Regions from separate parts of the Manis pentadactyla genome. Here region 1 is linked to region 2. Evidence: chromatin contacts called from public Hi-C data. All regions are on one chromosome and are shown on one strand. The core of a region is the stretch at or near the end of the contact, and the rest is flanking DNA. Distances in the headings are between cores, read along the strand shown. Region 1 holds the start of NINJ2 (ninjurin 2). Region 2 holds the start of WNK1 (WNK lysine deficient protein kinase 1).

Evidence for each region. Hi-C and Micro-C count contacts between places; a contact is called where the count stands out from the background.
Region 1: a contact with region 2 is called in a Hi-C map of fibroblasts, with 5 times the contacts expected there. The contact joins the promoter of NINJ2 here to the promoter of WNK1 in region 2. A contact is called at or near these places in 3 of 3 Hi-C or Micro-C datasets (blood, fibroblasts and skin fibroblasts).

The regions. Positions count from the first base shown.
Region 1 is chr14:59,839,550-59,842,683 of mManPen7.hap1, reverse strand. NINJ2 (ninjurin 2) reads right to left here and starts at 1,571. Exons shown (of 3, transcript XM_057492395.1): 1 at 1,261-1,571; 2 at 790-839; 3 at 1-294. The coding sequence starts at 1,370. The coding sequence ends at 128.
Region 2 is chr14:59,652,992-59,656,017 of mManPen7.hap1, reverse strand. It overlaps WNK1 (WNK lysine deficient protein kinase 1), which reads left to right and starts at 1,329. Exons shown (of 29, transcript XM_036907531.2): 1 at 1,329-3,026. The coding sequence starts at 2,296.

The DNA.
Region 1 (3,134 bases), core at 322-2,821, 190 kb before region 2:
GACCGCCTCCTTGCCCCGGAGCTATAGGTCTCTTACCCTAACCCCCTAGTGGATGAGAGATGGGCCCTTGGGGAGCCTGTGGACCTGGGGGCTTCCCATCTTCCCCCACCTGGGGCCAGGGCTGTGCTCAGAGAGGATTCCTTGAGGTCCTGGCAGCCAAAAACCCCGTTTTACACACCCCAAAGGCTGTAATGAAGGTGCTGATGGCAAGGGTGATGAAGACCAGGGTGCCGGCAGCATTGCTGAGCTGGTTAAGTCGCCACTGCTTTTCTGCCCCATTGAGGTTCAGTCGTGCTGTAGAGGAGCGGGGAGGGGGCGCGGCTTGCAGCTTTCCTCACGACATCCTCTAGAGTCCAGACACAGGCTGGCCCCTGAAACATCTGAGTGGCAGAATCAAGGGAGTTGTAGTCATTGCACTGACATGCCTTTTCCCTCACTGACAGGGCCTGGGGCAGCCACAAGGCAATTGATAGACTTGGGATTTGGGAATTTAGGCTGGGTCTTTTCAGAGTCGGGATGAATGCTCACTAAGGGCTGTTAGGAACTCTGCTAAAGTTAGTGAGGACAGTCATTCATCAGGTACTAGGAGTGGCCACTGTATGGGAGACCAGCAGGTAGGATGGGGCACCTTTCACTCTGAAAGCCATGTGTAGGTGCAGAGACCTAACACCAGGTCAGGGTATGGTTAAGAAGCTAACGTGTGCAAATGCAGGGTGGGACAGGGAGGCACTTGGAGCTTCCCCTCCACCGTGGGGGCACTGGGGCTGACTCCAGGCCCGAGCTCCTCACCAATGAGCACAAGGAGGATGCCAGTGGCCACCTGCAGGGGCAGAGAGATGCTGATTGTAAGATAAATTCTAGCCAGAATAAGCAGGCAAAGAGAGGCAACAAAGGGCCAGGTAATTTATTTAAATACCCCTGGGTGAGGTTCTGTGACCTTCTTGCCAGAGGCCAGAGAAGTCACACCTGGTTAGGGAGGTGGGGGCTTATAAAGGATTAGGAGGGGGAGGAGTGGGCAAGCTGTCCTAGGGGGTGTTGAGAGGTATGATTGGCTAAAGGTGACATAATAGTCAACTAGAAACTTTTTTTCTTTCCAAGAGGGAGGATCCTGGCTGACATCTGGGTCTTGGCACATCAGGATGGAATTCAGGGAGAGCTGTCCCCTTTCCATATACGGCTCGGACTTTGGGGTCTGGTCTGTTCTCCCCCTATGGCATCTCTCTGTTCTGTTTGCATGTCCTTGTTTTTCCTTTCTCCAGCCTAACACTGATGAGGGTGACCAGCGTGCTGTAATACTGAGAGGATGGCTCCTGCTCCAGAACCGCTCTCAGCTGCTTGGTGTTGGACAGGAAGAGAGCCATGCCCAGCATGCCCTCCGGCACACTCTTCTTGGTGGCATAATGGTTCAGATTGACGGGCTGGCTCCTGCTGGGGCTCCCAGGCTGTGAGGGAGAAACACAGGCTTGCCTAGGAGGCCTCAGAAGGGAAGCAGTTGAGAGAGACTGGAAAGAGAGGTTTTGAAACTCTCCCCTGACTAGGTGGGTGTAGGGAAAATAGAAGTTCCATGGCCAGGATCCTCACCTGACAGCCATTGTATACGTGTGATGAGGTAAGACTTAGCCTACTACGTGCTTGCATACCCATTGGCAATAAGCTGTTAGGTGGTGTTGCTGTAGGAGTTCTGCCGGACGCTAAGCACAGAGGGACGCAGGAGAGCAGAGCCTAGAGTAGAACTCAAGAGAGCAGGAGAGAGGAGGGCAGAGGCCAAGCGGGGGGCAGAGACGGAGGAGGACGGGGCTTCAGTGCTCAGCCTTCTGCCCTGAGAATAAAGCTTGGTACGACCTCCTTTTACCTCCGACATTCTGTTGTCATTATTTGGTCTCACTGAATCTATAGTGAACTTGCCCAGAGCTGGGAACCGCCCCGCCCAGAGCTACAGTGGGAAACCAGGGGTAAGAAACAGCCTTCTCAGCTTTAAGGCCTGAAAGAATAGGGTTGGACTAGAAACTCTTAAGGACCTTTGAACTCTGAAATGCTGTGATGCTGTAGTTTATATTTCGGGTCACTCTTCCCTCACACCTGAACACATCCATCCGAAGAAAGGGGGAGCATTCTCAGCTGCTCGTAAGATGTGCCTTCCTCGTTTTATTCACTATTTTACCTGGGCCTGGCCTGGCCTTGGACTGCTCTTTTCCTCCAAGAGGAAGCTTGTCAGAAAATAGTAAGACAAGCTCTGAGGCTTAGGTAGACTAGCAAATGCACAGCTCCTCACAGAATGATGCGGCCCCAAGGCAGGGTGCACAGTTTAGCAAACCGACTGTGAGCTGTTTGATCCCACGCAGCCCCTTGGCCTCGAGCACTGGAGCGGCAGGCTCAGACACACTCATGCCATCTGCAAACACAAGCCCTGGCGACATGACTGTGTGCGTGAATGTATGCACACAATACGCACTAGTTAAAAGCTCTTGATTTAATTTTTATTGTTTTTTTTTGGCTAGGATTTATTTACAATCTATGTTTGATTTGATTTTGAAATATAAAACAAAGCTCTTATTCTCAGAAGTGACTAACTAAAAGCTGGAGTCACGATGCAGGGCATATGGTGGGGGCCTCTGGGCTGAGCCCAGAAATTCAGGCCGGATGCTGCAAGCAATCTGCAGTCACTCGGGAGAGCTTGAGTATGTTTTAGGGAGAGTAATTAAGGAGTGGTGCATGGGTGGATTATCCCATGAGGGCTCAGAAGCAGAGAGACCCCCTGAAAGGTTATGGTCTTGATTTAGGATCTAAATCAGAGCAGGGGTGAGAAGCGAGAGGAAGGGGGAACTGGGAAAGATGTTACAGCCTGGAGGAAGGGTAGCTGACCCAGCAGATTACCACAGAGGATCTGTTGTGTAGCTAGCTGGCTGGCTGGCTTGATAGACGATGGGTGGAGGGGTGGATGGGTGGAGGTGTGGGTGGGTGGGTGGGTTGATGGGGGAACAAGTAGATGGATGAATGGGTGGATAGATGGGTGGATGGATGGATGGATAGGTAGTTGAGTGAATGGGTGAATGGGTGGAAGGATGAGGCATGTCTCATAGGGTTATGAATGCCCCTTCTAGACATGGGGCTTGTCTGTGGCCAGTTGGCCTGGC
Region 2 (3,026 bases), core at 80-2,579:
CTCTTACGAATCTTGCATCCGGTAGCTTCCAAACCACTCACGCTGAGCGTGGTCCTCAGCTAGGCAACGCGCTTCGGAGCTCGTTCCTCAGCGGGCGCCGACCAGAGGCCGGAGCCTGCGGGCGCTCTGATGCGGTTGCTTACGTTTAAGGGCTTCCCGCTTTTACCCGTTGGGCTGAGACTTTAACTGCCATCTGATTTTCCGGTCGGACTTCCTGCTCTGGCTAGTGCCCCCTGGTGCTCATCACCTGTACAATCGAGTAGTTTTGAGGAGCAAAGGGGTCCAAGGAGCCCACGGATGCTTCCAAGAAAAGCATCTCATTACTGAGCACTGGATGATGCAGACTTCCTCTGCGCCCCAAGCCACGGTATAAATTACATGTGTACACTCATGTTCTTCTAGAGAAAGGGGATCTTTCACTAAATTATCAAGATGGAAATTAAGTTTCAGTCACTACGAGCGCAAAAGTCAGCTCAGCTCTCTTAAGTTTGTGACAAAAGATGCAACAATATGTGGACCTTCTCTTTTCTCGAATCGCCCCGCACCGTCTTTTTCTGGCAAAGCAGAGTTCCCTAGGATCCTGGATTTCAGGAGGGCAGCCCGTCTTTGACAGCCAGAATTTCTATCTTGGGGAATGGAGCTCGGAAACTGGCTTTAATTGTTCTGGGAGGGAGGAGGATGCAAGGTAATTCGGCCTCCTTCCCCAATTCATTTAGGCAATATAAATCTTATGCGCAATGTTAGCAAAGTTTTTTTTTTTTTTTACTCTAACGGAAGGCGTGTTCAGCCCTCGGGCTCTCGCTTGGGCTCCGGTTCCCGGCTCCGCCTTTCCCCTCCAGCCCCGCGCCCCTAGTCACTCGACACTACTGCGGCTCTCCGTTAAAGATGGACAACAGATCATTTTTCATTGCCTGGCTACCCTAAGAGCGCTCTCGCCCCGGCAGAGCATGATGGGAGTCTCTCCTCTCGTCCTGCCTCCCTCTTCTTTTTTTTTTTTCCTTCTCTTCTTCCACAATTAATCCATAGATAATGATTCGGCTAGCTAGCACAGACTTGAGGATGGGGTTTAGCAAACCACGGTGACGCTCCCATCAACCTTCCAGACGGGGCGGTTTCCAGAGGAAACTACAGCTCCCATGAGCCATCAAATTAAGCCACCGCAGGGCATCATGGAAGTCATAGGCGCCTTCCTCCTGAGTCCCTTGTGCCCCTCAAATGTACGAACTATAAATCCCAGAGAGCCTCGGTCCTGGCACGCGTGCGCGGGAACCCCGCGAGCGGGGTGGGGGCAGGACTGCCCCAGGCGGCAGGGGGCGGGGTCGGAGCGGGCTGTGTGGAGGCTTCAGACTCCCGGCGCCATTTAGCGCGGAGCGTTTCCTCAGCGGACGCGGCTGTTCTACCTCGGCCACTCTGCACCCCCATCTTCTGTGACAGAAGGCGCCTGGTGGGGGTGACTGCTCTTTCCTCTCCCCAGCCCCTTCACCCAGTCCTCCCGGTCTCCTCTACTCTCGGCCCCGAGAAGCAGCGGAGCTCGGGCCCCGCGGTGAGCGGCCCTCCCCTCCCCACTGTTCCCTCCCTCCGTCAGCCCCCGGCACCGGCCCGGGAGGAGACGGCGTCTGCCAGGCCCGGGGCGGGCGGGAGGCCTCGGGGAAGGGAGGGCCGCTCCTCAGGTGCCGAGGCTTCGTGGCTTCGGCCCTTCGCATCCGGGCCATGGGCGCCCTGTGAGATTGGTGCCCCGGCCGGGGGCGCGTGTGGGAGGCGACCGCCTGCCTGACTGACCCGGAGCCTGGCCGCCCGCCCTCGCCTTCCTCGGCCCCTCCCACTCGCTCTGGCCCGGGAGCTGCCACCGTTCGGGAGCCCGTGCTCGTGCCTGCCGCGCGTCGTCGCCGCCTTCGGGGCCTAGCCCGCCCAGCCCGGGCAGCGGCGGCGGCGCTGCCGCCGCATCCGCTTCGCCTCAGTGCCGGCTCCGCGCCCTGCCCCTCATGACTGCGGCGCCCCCGCTGCCCCAGCCTTCCCGGCCGTTCGCCGCAGGATGGATGCGGACCGCGAGGCGCTAACTCCCGTGGCTCAGCTCCTCGATCGCCCGCCGACGAGCCCGTCCTGGGAGCTGCAGCAGCCGACGCAGCTGGGTCCCGTGTCCCGCCTCTCGTTCGGGGCGGCTAGTCAGTGTTGAGTGAGGAGCCGTCCCGGCTGCGGTAGCGGGACCTGCAGGCCTCCACCGCTTCTCGCGGGCGGCCCCGCACTCTCTCTTAATTCACAAATCTTAGCCAGCTCGCCCCGCTCCCGCCGACGACCATGTCCGGGGGTGCCGCAGAGAAGCAGAGCAGCACTCCGAGCTCCCTGTTCCTCTCGCCGCCGGCGCCTTCCCCCAAGAACGGCTCCAGCTCCGATTCCTCTGTGGGGGAGAAGCTGGGCGCCGCGGGCACCGACGCTGGAACAGGCCGGACTGAGGAGTACCGGCGTCGCCGCCACACTATGGACAAAGACAGCCGTGGGGCAGCCGCGACCACCACCACCACCGAGCATCGGTTCTTCCGCCGCAGCGTCATCTGCGACTCCAACGCCACTGCGCTGGAACTGCCCGGCCTCCCGCTCGCCCTGCCGCAGCCTGGCGTCCCCTCGGTTGTTCCGCAGAGTGCTCCGCCGGAGCCCCACCGCGAGGACACCTTGACCGCCGCCGCCGCGGCCCGGGTAGCCCAGCAGCCGCCCGCCGCGGCTGCCCCTGGGGAAGCACCCCCCGCGGGCCCTGCCGCCGCGACTGCCCGCAGCAGTACCAGCCGAGACCGCCAAGTTTCCCAGCCTAACCATGTGGGGAGCAGGGAGGATCCTCCGTCGGCGAGAAGTGGCAGCGGCGGGGGCAGCTCCAGGGAGCCACAGGAGGAACGGAGCCAGCAACAGGATGATATCGAAGAACTGGAGACCAAGGCTGTGGGAATGTCCAATGATGGCCGCTTTCTCAAGTTTGACATCGAAATTGGCAGAGGCTCCTTTAAGACAGTCTACAAAGGTCTGGACACTGAAACCAC